Regions from separate parts of the Sus scrofa genome. Here regions 1, 3 and 4 are each linked to region 2. Evidence: chromatin contacts called from public Hi-C and HiChIP or PLAC-seq data. All regions are on one chromosome and are shown on one strand. The core of a region is the stretch at or near the end of the contact, and the rest is flanking DNA. Distances in the headings are between cores, read along the strand shown. Region 1 holds the start of DDHD1 (phospholipase DDHD1). Region 2 holds the start of FERMT2 (fermitin family homolog 2). Region 3 holds the start of STYX (serine/threonine/tyrosine-interacting protein). Region 4 holds the start of GNPNAT1 (glucosamine-phosphate N-acetyltransferase 1).

The links. A called contact is a pair of places that touch in the nucleus more often than the background predicts. HiChIP or PLAC-seq counts read pairs in DNA pulled down with a chosen protein or histone mark.
Region 1: a Hi-C map of embryonic fibroblasts shows a contact between it and region 2, with 2.0 times the contacts expected there. The contact joins the promoter of DDHD1 here to the promoter of FERMT2 in region 2. A contact is called at or near these places in 2 of 47 Hi-C or Micro-C datasets (embryonic fibroblasts and heart right ventricle) and 1 of 2 datasets of contacts at active chromatin or transcription factors (skeletal muscle).
Region 3: a contact with region 2 is called in a Hi-C map of embryonic fibroblasts, with 2.4 times the contacts expected there. The contact joins the promoter of STYX here to the promoter of FERMT2 in region 2. A contact is called at or near these places in 1 of 5 promoter capture datasets (liver) and 3 of 47 Hi-C or Micro-C datasets (embryonic fibroblasts, fetal heart ventricle and skeletal muscle).
Region 4: an H3K27ac HiChIP or PLAC-seq map of skeletal muscle shows a contact between it and region 2. The contact joins the promoter of GNPNAT1 here to the promoter of FERMT2 in region 2. A contact is called at or near these places in 1 of 5 promoter capture datasets (liver), 10 of 47 Hi-C or Micro-C datasets (embryonic fibroblasts, epiblast stem cells, fetal skeletal muscle and 4 more) and 1 of 2 datasets of contacts at active chromatin or transcription factors (skeletal muscle).

What each region holds. Positions count from the first base shown.
Region 1 is chr1:182,753,137-182,755,836 of Sscrofa11.1, reverse strand. DDHD1 (phospholipase DDHD1) reads left to right here and starts at 1,311. Exons shown (of 12, transcript XM_003121795.4): 1 at 1,311-2,624. The coding sequence starts at 1,778.
Region 2 is chr1:182,605,508-182,608,207 of Sscrofa11.1, reverse strand. FERMT2 (fermitin family homolog 2) reads left to right here and starts at 1,318. Exons shown (of 18, transcript XM_021102113.1): 1 at 1,318-1,593.
Region 3 is chr1:182,356,286-182,358,985 of Sscrofa11.1, reverse strand. It overlaps STYX (serine/threonine/tyrosine-interacting protein), which reads right to left and starts at 1,389. Exons shown (of 11, transcript XM_003121793.4): 1 at 1,005-1,389. The coding sequence starts at 1,061.
Region 4 is chr1:182,422,116-182,424,815 of Sscrofa11.1, reverse strand. GNPNAT1 (glucosamine-phosphate N-acetyltransferase 1) reads left to right here and starts at 1,367. Exons shown (of 6, transcript NM_001243376.1): 1 at 1,367-1,567.

The DNA.
Region 1 (2,700 bases), core at 62-2,561, 150 kb before region 2:
TTTCCAGAAGGAATATAGAAAATTTTTATGAATTTTTGGTAAGTACAGTTTTGTGGGCAGACCTCTTACAAATCTTTAAGTGCATTTGATAATTCTGCATCATAAGCATCATTTCAAACACAAAAACCACCAGCAAAACATGACTAGACAATAAATATTTGTTGAATGAATAAACAGAAGGATGAATGACTTTATTCATTAAGTAGTCCTATGTTATTTATACTTGTCCAGCTACATTTAGATTGCAACTTGGCTTGCACTATTGATCTGTATTTAGGGAAAGAATGACTCCTGTGGTCATTCTGGCATTACAATTATATTCCTCAGAAGAACTAAAAAGTTGGCTTTCTGGGTTTATTTAGAGATACCTCTAGATTGTTGACTGCTTCACTGTAGGGTCTAGCATAGTGCCTGAAACTCAGTAGACATCTTATATGGGTTCAATGACTGTTTCCCGCTTCAGGACAGGCTATTATTCCATTTAGTCTGTGACCAAAGAAGACACTCTCTGCAATAGTCTGAATGTTTGTGTTTCCTCAAAATTCATACGTTGAAATCCTAATCTTCAAGGAGAATATTGTCTGATCTTGAATTGATAACACTGAGATTAGAGATTGTTTTTCTCAGGATACTCAACATAGAGTAATGCGTTTATAAAATAAAACTTTTGCATAATATAAAAGAACCACACGGGAGCCTCAGCATTCAACCTGATCCCAGAAAGTGCTACAGAATCAGAGATGCATAAAGAACAAAAAGTAATCTTGCCAGTCACAGAATTCTATTGCTGGAAGAGTTCAGAGATCTTACAGATGAGGAAACCAAAAAGATTAAGATTTAAGTGACCTGCCTGCAGTTAGTTATCAAAACAGTCTAAAACCTGGTTATTTTTTAGCTTTCAATCTAATTATCAACAGCTGACCGGGTTTGCCATCCTTATAATCAACATTGATTGTGCACCCACCTTGTGGGAGGTTGAAACATACAGACTTGGCCTCCAACAAGGACCTTAAAATAAGGTTTAGAAAACAGGAAATACATATGGGAAGACAAGCAGTAATATGAGGTGGTATATGAAGGGCGGTTTTGACTTGGATTTGAGTGGGAGTCGTGACGCCAAAGTGAGGAATCCGTAGGCGTGGAGTGGAATGCCCTGCGTGGACCCACGATGCTGTAGGGACCATAAACCAGGTGATTGATAAAGTCCAGGTGAGGCCGCAGGCGGGCCTAAAGTCATAAAAAGTGTCAGATGAATCCAATTTCCGGGGGCTCTCTCCCGATGTGGAGAATAAGCCTTTACGGCTCAGGATCCAGATTGCAAGGATGAGTCGGGTAAAGCTTCTCCACACCTGGGTTCCGACCCTAGAAGGGCGGGGCGAAGCGGCAGTGCAGGGGAAGGAGAAAGGAGAGTAGGCGACAGGAATTGAGGAATCCCGAGATGACCCCAACCCCGCGCAGGAGAGGCAAGAGGCGCGGCTCCGGCGCAGAGTGGGCGGAGAAAGGGCTTCCGGGACGGCGCGCGCGGCGGGAGGGGCGGGGCCTGAGGCCAAGCACCACCTACGTCGGGCTGCGTGACTATGAGACTGGCGGCGGGACGCGGCTACCGCGGCTGCGGGGCTCGGGGGGGCGGAGCCGCCGCGGGTGCCGCCGCAGCCCCGGTCGGGATTTGAAAGATTGAAAACTCCCGGTGGAGAGGGAGGCGGCGTTGAATGTGTGGCGAAAGCTCTGGGGGTCACGGCTCCGCGCCCGGCCCGGCCGGCGGCGGCGTCTCCAGAGCATGAATTACCCGGGCCGCGGCTCTCAGCTCAGCCCCGAGCATAACGGCCGGGGCGGCGGCGGCGCCTCCTGGGAGCTGGGCTCGGATGCGGAGCCGGCGTTCGGCAGCAGCGTCCGCTGCTTCGACCACCTGACTGCTGGGGACCCGGGCGACGATGAAGTGCCCCTGGCCCTGCTGCGCGGGGAGCCAGGGCTGCATTTGGCGCCGGGCGCAGAGGACCACAACCACCACCTGGCGCTGGATCCCTGCCTCAGTGACGAGAACTATGACTTCAGCTCCGCCGAGTCGGGCTCCTCGCTGCGCTACTACAGTGAGGGCGAGAGCGGTGGCGGCGGCAGCTCCTCGTCACTTCACCCGCCGCAGCAGCCGCCTCTGGTCCCGTCGAACTCGGGGGGCGGCGGGGCGGCCGGAGGGGGCCCCGGGGAGAGGAAGCGTATCCGGCCCGGCGGCGCCGCCGCCCGGCACCGATACGAGGTAGTGACGGAGCTGGGCCCGGAGGAGGTGCGCTGGTTCTACAAGGAAGACAAGAAGACTTGGAAACCCTTCATCGGCTACGACTCGCTCCGCATCGAGCTCGCCTTCCGGACCCTGCTGCAGGCCGCGGATGCCCGGGCCCAGGCCCAAGACCCGGAGGGCGATCATGCGGTCGGCCCACCCTCCGCTACTGGCCAGGCCTCCGGCTCCCTGGAGGACCACGAGGGGGACCGCGTCTGCGGCTTCTGTCCGCGCATTACCGGGCACGGGCGCGAGATGGAGGAGCTGGTGAACATCGAGCGGGTGTGTGTGCGGGGCGGCCTCTACGAGGTGGATGTGAACCAAGGAGAATGCTACCCGGTGTACTGGAACCGTGAGTAGCCGGCCGGGGGAGGGTGCGGGACGGGCTGCCTCTGCAGGGCCCAACACGCACGCGGGTGGATTTGCAA
Region 2 (2,700 bases), core at 69-2,568:
AAATGGGGCTGTTATATGCAATGTTATCCCACCCCCTGCTCCCTCTCCTTTAGGAAACACTCAGAGAAGTGGGCAGCAGTCAGAGAAGTCGGCGAGGTGGTGGGAGATTGTTCAGAAAGTAACTCACTGAAGAGTGAGGCAAGAACCAGAATGTGGAAACTGAGTAGTAAAATGGTTTCTTAGACGACAGTTGACTTCGACAAATTTGTCGGAAGGAAAGGATGTGCATATTTTTGGTTCTGAAAGGCATGTTTGAGAAACCATAGTTATTCGGAGCTTATGGGAGCACTTGCAAAGGTCTTAAGGTACAATTCTTATCTTCATTCCCGGCTCCATTTTAAATCTCGAACCCTTGCTTCCTGTCCTTTTTTTCCTCCTTGTTTTGTGCCATGTATGCTATCTCAAAGTTTATGTATCCTTATACATTGCCACACATCCCTGCGGGGATAAAGTGTAGAAATAAATATGTAGATTTACAAGTCAGGACTTCCCCGGTACTGAAATATCTCCATGGGGCAGAACTAGTGTGTCCTGGACATCTGTGTTAATTTGATACCAGCATGTTTTCCATTTTCTTTGTGCAGTGCAAAGAATCTGAAGTCCCTGCTATCCAAGAACTTATAATTTACTGGGGGATTTTAAAAAACACATAAGGAAACCCCCAAAAGTCCTGTCCAGGTGTCCAATAGCTACTCTATCAGTTGTGTCTATCGTTTTGAATGTAATGGCATGTCCATGGAAATTGATATGCTGAATGTAATTCAAGGCAGTAACAGACAAGTCTTGAATGCAAAGCCTGAATGAAAATGAAGAAGAGGGAAAAACAAAACAACAACAAAAAAAAACTCTTATTATCTCAACACCAGAGAGCTTCTTAATATTTTGGTGTATTTCCTTTCAGTCTTTTTTCTCTGCTCTGAATATTTAAGACAAAATATGCTCGTGATTTTACAACTACATGTACATATTTTTTAACCCTAACAAGTTTTTCTCTACTTTATTAAAAAACATTTTCCTCGATATTTTCAACACCGCAATTTACATAGACGTTCCCTCCTCTCTGGTTGTCCATACTGCTTCCAAGTGAATGATTTGGAACATCCATGAGTAGAAATAGAGATTAGAGACTACAGACTCGAGGCATCAATTTCTCCATGATGAGTAGCTGAAAATACTGTAGTGTTTTACCCTATTTTTGGTGCCAAACCTCTGGCATCTGACTAAATTTCGCTGCTTCTCTTTCATTCTTTTATGGGTTCCACCCCTTTCTTGAGGCCTCTAACCTCGTTTCCCAATTGTGTTGCTGAACACATCGTTGTTTGCGGGGAGGGGGAGGTCCTCTTCGAAGAGACTGACACAGGTTCAAGAAGACTTTGAGACTTTTAAAAACTGGGGTCTTTTATGGAATCTGGGACATTTTATCCGAGTCTCCCTGACTTAAATTTGTTGAGCCATGCTTTTGCCAGCGAGGCACTTTCCCCCGCTAGCTGCTTCTGACTGGCTCCCTCTCCCCAGAGTGTGGCAGTAAAAGGGGGAAGTGGAAGAAAATTGGGAGCAGGAGGACCGTTCTCCATCACTGGTCAGCGTCAACAGGTAAAGCTCTTTATTTCTTCCAGTACCTGCTGGCCCCGGTCCGGAGCTATTAAAATTCCTTCAAGGTGTGGCTGAGGGTGGGGTAGAGGATGTATATCGATCTAAACGCCTTAGTAGACTGTTAGTTCTAAATTGCATATTTAAAAACATACAAATACGTACAGAGTTGAAGAGGCTGCAGAAACAGTTTTCGAATAAAACTCACTTCCCTGATTTGCACTCCCCCCCCATACGAGCATCGTAGAACCTATGTGACTCACTTCTGGTTGGAGCTTCCTAATGGGTTAAGAGCGCAAGCAAACTCTTAGGAGTCCAGTAGGAGTTGCTGGTTGTGCCGGACATTGCTTGCAAAGCAATTTTTGTGGTTCAACTCCCTTTGGGTTTTTTCATTCTTTTGTCGGATGTTCACGGAGCTGGCTTGGGCATTTACTTTTTAAAAGTTTTTATGTCCCCAACCCCCAGTTCCAGCTCCCGGAGAGCGGCACCTCTCATCGCCCCGAGACTTTTGGGCTCGCTCCAGACGTGGGGAGGGGGCGGGGGACTTTGTTCCCTGAAAACGACCTTGTCCTGGGAATTTCCTGTAACCATTTCTCACGGACCGGCCCCCTCATCCAGCTGGAAGCCAAGACACCCGCCGCCGCGGGCGCTCGCCGAGCCTGAGACCCGAGCGCTGCAAGGAGCGCCCAGCGCCCACCCGCGCTGGGTAGGAGGCTTCTGCGTTCCCCGAGCTCCCCCTCCTCAGGTCCCGCCGGCGAGAGCCCGGATGTTGGACTCAATCCCTACGCCGGGTCCTTCATTTCCATAAAAGGGCAGCGGATCGGCGGGGCCGAGATTGCTGCCACCGCGGGCGCCCCCCGCCTCCCCCGCACAGCTCGCTCCCCCGCCGTGCGCCGCCCCGCCCCCCACCCGGGAGTCCAAGCGGCTCTGGCCCCCAGCGGGGCCGCTGGGGACTGTGGGGGAGGGGCGAGGCGGCTGGACCCGCTGCGGGCAGCTCCGCGGGGCGGGGAGGAGGGAGCTGGCGCGCCCGGCCTGAGCTGGACTGGGATTGAGGGGGCGGGGAGAGAGGGGTGGAGCACGGAGGGAGAGGCGAGGGGCCGTGAAGAGCGG
Region 3 (2,700 bases), core at 140-2,639, 250 kb after region 2:
ACCTAACCTAAATTCTACTTTTTCCCCCCATTTAAGAGTCCACTCTTAAAACACGAAATTCTCAAGGATTACTACAAGCAAAACATCCCTCCCAAATAAAAAATGTGAACCATAAGTGAAGATATTCAATAGAATGAATATTTGGTATAAATTGAATGATCTCTTAAAAACAGAAATTTTAGATTTCTTTCTTTCTTAATTCAACTAAAGCATAACTGAATATCCTTGTCCTGTTACTAATACAGTCTTGAGAAAAATTCTAATTTAGTAGTCTGAAATACCATAAAGTACTCTAAAAATAAATGGGAGAAAACTCAATACAAACGTTAGAGAGGAAAGAAATACGGTAGGGTAAAAAGAACCCCTAATTAGAAATCCAGAGATCCCAAGTTATTAAGAATTTTGCTCTTCATATTAACTTCCCTCCAAACGGCAAGTTTTTCGAATGAAGTTTTCCGTTTCAGATGAGCTAGTTTTGTGACATTTTTATTCTTCTTCAAAAACACCAAAAATCAAACCAAAACAAACCAACTGCCTCGGGAAACTTTCTGAAGGCACACGTCCAGGCTCAGGACCCAGAATCTATTCCACACGTGGGGCAATGGGTCCCACAACAGAATCGATGACACCAAACACTATCCCTCAAAACGACATTAAAAACATTACTCTCGCATTGCCTTGGCCATAAAAGAGGAACCTTACTCCGAGTAAGTCCTCGACGCCGAACCTGGCAGGGAGAGGACAGCTTTCGCCCGACTACCTCAATCAAGAAGAGCAGACGGCCCCTGCCAGGAGTCCACGGAGAGAAGAGGAACTAGTCAGTGAGCCAGGGTTGGGGCTGACGGCCTGGGAGCGCGAGGCCCCGCCCCGAGGTCCCGGGACGCCCTCAGGAGGCCACAGGGCTCCCGAAACCCGGAGGCTTCGACGTTTGGGGCCTGGGGTCGCCCCTCGGCCGAGGAACCACAAGAGGAGGCCTGTGCGTGGCAGTCACCGGATGGACTCACCTCGGCGTCTTCTTTGCACTGCGGGAGCGAGGGGAACTCCAGCTTCACGTCCTCCATGGCCCAGGCCCGCCGGCTTGTGGGTGGGTGGGGTGGGAGTGGGAGTTACCGGCCGACCGACCCTGGGGCTGGCAGTGGCGGTGAAAGGAAGGAGGGCGGGTGGACCAGAGGACTGATGAGTAGGCAGCGGGCTTACAACTAACACACGCGGACTAAAGAGTTCCAGCGACTCCGGCGGCGGCGGCGGCGACAGCCGGGAAGAGGAGAGTTGGGCGGCTCGTGCCCGGCCGCCATGCTGTTGCCGTCTCCCTCCCCCACGAATCTCCGCGCCCCTCAGGCCGCCAGGCTCTGGCACCAACACTAGCCCTACAACCGTCTCCTCCTTCGCGCCGTCCCAGCCAATCCCAGCCCACGCTCGCCTTCTGCCCGCCCCACGCGGCCGCCAGGTGTCAGCGCGCCGCAACCCCGCCCCTTCGCGAGAGCGCAGACGCGGGGGGGCGGGGCACCAGAGGCGCCGCAGCGGGAGCTCACCCCCTGTAGAGGAGATGGGGCTGCGGAAGGCAGAGGGGTAATCCGAATCCGCTCTGCCCCTTCGAGATTAACAACGGGGAAAACATCCTAGTCACCATAAACTGGCAAAGGAAACTACATAGTTTTCTCCCCCCCTCAGAATCCTACCCAGTCTGTGGTGAGTTTATAACCAAAAGAGTAATGAATGAAGTTTCATCTGAAAATTGTTATGCTGCAAATGAAATACCATCACTTTTAAGCAAATCTAAACGGTGCACTTTTTTTTTTTTTTTTGGTCTTTTTGCCATTTCTTGGGCCAGTCCCGCGGCATATGGAGATTCCCAAGCTAGGGGTGGAATCTGAACTGTATCGGCCAGCCTACACCACAGCCACAGCAAATCGGGATCTGAGCAGCGTCTGCGACCTACACCACAGCTCTCGGCAACGCCAGATCCTTAACCCACAGAGCAAGGCCAGGGATCGAACACGCAACCTCATGGTTCCTAATCGTCATTCGTTAACCACTGAGCCATGAAGGGAACTCCTAAACGGTGTACTTTTAAGAATACTTGGGAATAGAAAACAACTAGAAAATATCAAGAAAGAATAGCAAGTAGAAAAAATTGCTAATAGAAATTGCACATAATACTCAAGAAAGTTTTCTTACTTTAATGCTAAACTTAACACTTCACCTTATTATTAAACTACATGGCTTTCAATATCTTTTTAAAAGGATTTTGAGTCAGTTAATATTATAATTTGCACATAATACTCAAGAAAGTTTTCTTACTTTAATGCTAAACTTAACACTTCACCTTATTATTAAACTACATGGCTTTCAATATCTTTTTAAAAGGATTTTGAGTCAGTTAATATTATACTTTTAATAAAGTTTAGGTATATGGTACTTCTTCTGGGCCTAGTATCTTTTTTGGTTTTTAACAGATGAGGAAAATCAAACTTAGAAGTAGAGGAATCCATACTTTTCAAATACGTACACCAAACCAATTTTTAAAAAAATACCACCACCAAAGTAAGAAGGGAAGAAAGGAGTTCCCGTTATGATGCAGCAGAAACGAATTCAACTAGCATCCATGAGGATGTGGGTTCCATCCCTGGCCTCGTTCAGTGGGTTGGGGATCTGGCGTTGCCATGAACTGAGGGTAGGTCACAGATGCTGCTTGGATCC
Region 4 (2,700 bases), core at 118-2,617, 180 kb after region 2:
AGTGGAAATGACCCCAACTAGTATCCATTAGTATTTGGGTTCAACCCTTCGCCTCGCTCAATGGGTTAAGGATCCCTAGTTGCAGCTAGCTGTGGTGTACGTCGCAGACGGCTCAGATCGCACATTGCTGTGGCATAGATCAACAGCTGAAGCTCTGATTCCACCTCTAGCCCGGGAACTTCATTATGCAGCACCTGTGGCCCTAAAGGAGAGAAAAAAGAAAATTTACAAGGTTCTTTTGCCCAGGAGGAACTCACTGTAAATATAGGGTCAGAAATCTGAAAGAAAACAAAGCTATGTGTTTCTTAAGATTAGCGGTGTTTACTGTTGTTTACGTCTTCGCATATTCTTTTGTATGTGTAAGGGTAAAAACGAGATGGATATTCTGAAGTTGTGAGAATGCACCAATCAGTAAAACAGTTAACTGAAATTTAAGTCTCAAAAATAAGCAAGAAAAAAATTGAAATTTATGGAACGAAGCAAGGAAGGAGAGAGACTAGCTATGTGACTTCAGCATATTAACTAACATCTCTGAACCTGTTTACTAACACATGCTACTTAGGTAAGACAGGAGGTCAGAGAAAAGTCAGTTTTCTTCTAACCCAGGGTTTCTCAAGTTCGGCAATACTGAAATTTCAGGCCAGGTGATTTTTGTTGTTGTTGGGAGCTGCCGTGTGTTCTGTGCAACATTTTGCAGCGTGCCTGATCTATACCCACTTTTATCCTCTCATCTGGAGAGATGCCGCTAAAACCTGTTCCCTCCCCATCCCCGCTCCCCTAAGATTTGAGTTTGAAAATGTGCCACACATGGTCAACTGTCTCCTGGGAAATAAAATCGCGCAGCTGAGAACTAATGTCTTAACCCCACGTTCATCCAAAAAGGAGTTGAGCGAGAAATAAAACGCAGTCTGGGAGTAAGATGCAGGTGCCCCGCCTCACAGAGACTGGATTTGTGACTCAAAAAAAAACGGGATAAGAAGCTTCGAGCCTCCAGCACAAGTCCTAATCAATGAGTGGAGTGATTCTGAAGGGAAGGGGCAAATGCAGAGGGCAAGGGGCCGAGCCTCTGGCCTCTAAGAATCAAAGCAGCCCACACTAGTCACCACTTAGCTGACTCCGAGGCAAAATTATTTCCATAAAAGCCAAGACGCTGAGGCCGTGGGAAAAGCCTTAGGGAGCGCGGAGTACGAAGGAGTGAGCTCTGGATTCCTGCCCGGCGCCCGCGCCGGGCGGAGTCCCGGGAACGTCTTCGCTGCCGCCCCACGTGCTGACGCCGCCACAGGCCCCGCCCCCGCACTCGGGTTTCGCCCCTGGCCCCGCCCGCCGTCGCCTCCGCCGGCCTGCGCGCTGCCCTGCGTCAGCGGGCAGGGGCGGGCTGGAGGCGGTGGTGCTGCCACGTCCTGGCGGCTGCTCGCGCCGTGGCGGCTGAGCAAGCGACTGTAGCGCGCGCGGGAGGTAGAGGAGGTGGGGCTGGCGCTGAAGCCGGATCCGGATCCAGTGCTGTATACCCGGGTGGGTGAGAGTTCGACAAGGCCTGGAGAGGAGCGCCAACTGCGGCCCTCTACGGGTGAGGGGGCTGGGGGTCGGGGAGAGGGAGCGGGGCCGGGCTGGATGCCCTGGGTGCCGTCGTGGGCCTGCCTTCAGATTTATCAAACAGGTGGGACTGCTACCCCGAGCGAGGAGAGCTAGGCCTGGGCTAGGGCTCGGGGAGGTTCCGTTCGAGGAGCTGGGCATTGATCTTCGCCAGCTGGGTGTACATGGGGGCGTAGAGGGTAGTTTAGAGCAAGTTCAGCGGACACACGCCTGGAACAGGTTAGGGATGATGGCCAGTGGTCCGGCCATGCAGGGGGTGGCCCTTGGTAGGGCAAGAACGGAGACTTGGGTCTAAACTCTTTAGCATGGAGGATTGTGACAGCTATTCACAGTCTCTGTCGCCTTCGGTTTTGAGTGGGCACGAACGCCTGGGGCCCCCTTTTCCTTTTCGAGGAGCACCCCACAGCGGTCAGGAGCCACTTGAGGACATGATTCGGCTCCGAAGAACACCTCCTGGGCTGACTAAGTTGGGGTTTTCAATGTGCGAAAGACCGACATCCTTTGTCTCTTCCCGCGACTTCTACCCCTAGGAACACTGAGTACGGTGATTTCTGTTATGGGATGTAATGTTTATGTAAATTGAACTCTTAAAATTTCACACAAAATTGAAAGGCAATTCTAGTTTTATTAGGATATACACTCGTGAGTGAATCTTAGAAGGGATCTCAAGAAATCATTTTGATCAGTTTCATTAGGCAGGATTCACTGACATTTTTTAGAATAGAGGAGACAGCTACCTGTCTGGCACGATGATGTAAAGATTGGCTTCTACTGAGTATGGTGTTTGTAGAGCTCAAGGTGGGAGAACCACAGCAGAAGATTTAGTCCCAATTCACTCATTGGCTGTTACCTTGGAGTTAAGTCCTGAAAGTTCCACGTGCTCCAGCTTGCTCCAGGATAGACTGAGAATAATGCCTCTATTACAGAGGTCAGATAAACTATCAGAAAATACTTTTGAAAATTCTCACCTTAAGTGTAATAAATATAGCTATGTAATAAATATAGCCAGACCTATCAAAATGATCAGCGAATGGGGTGTTCTTTAGATTCAGAATTTAATCAAATTATTGAAATTGTTATAAAATGTATGTCGAGGAACCCCAGTCT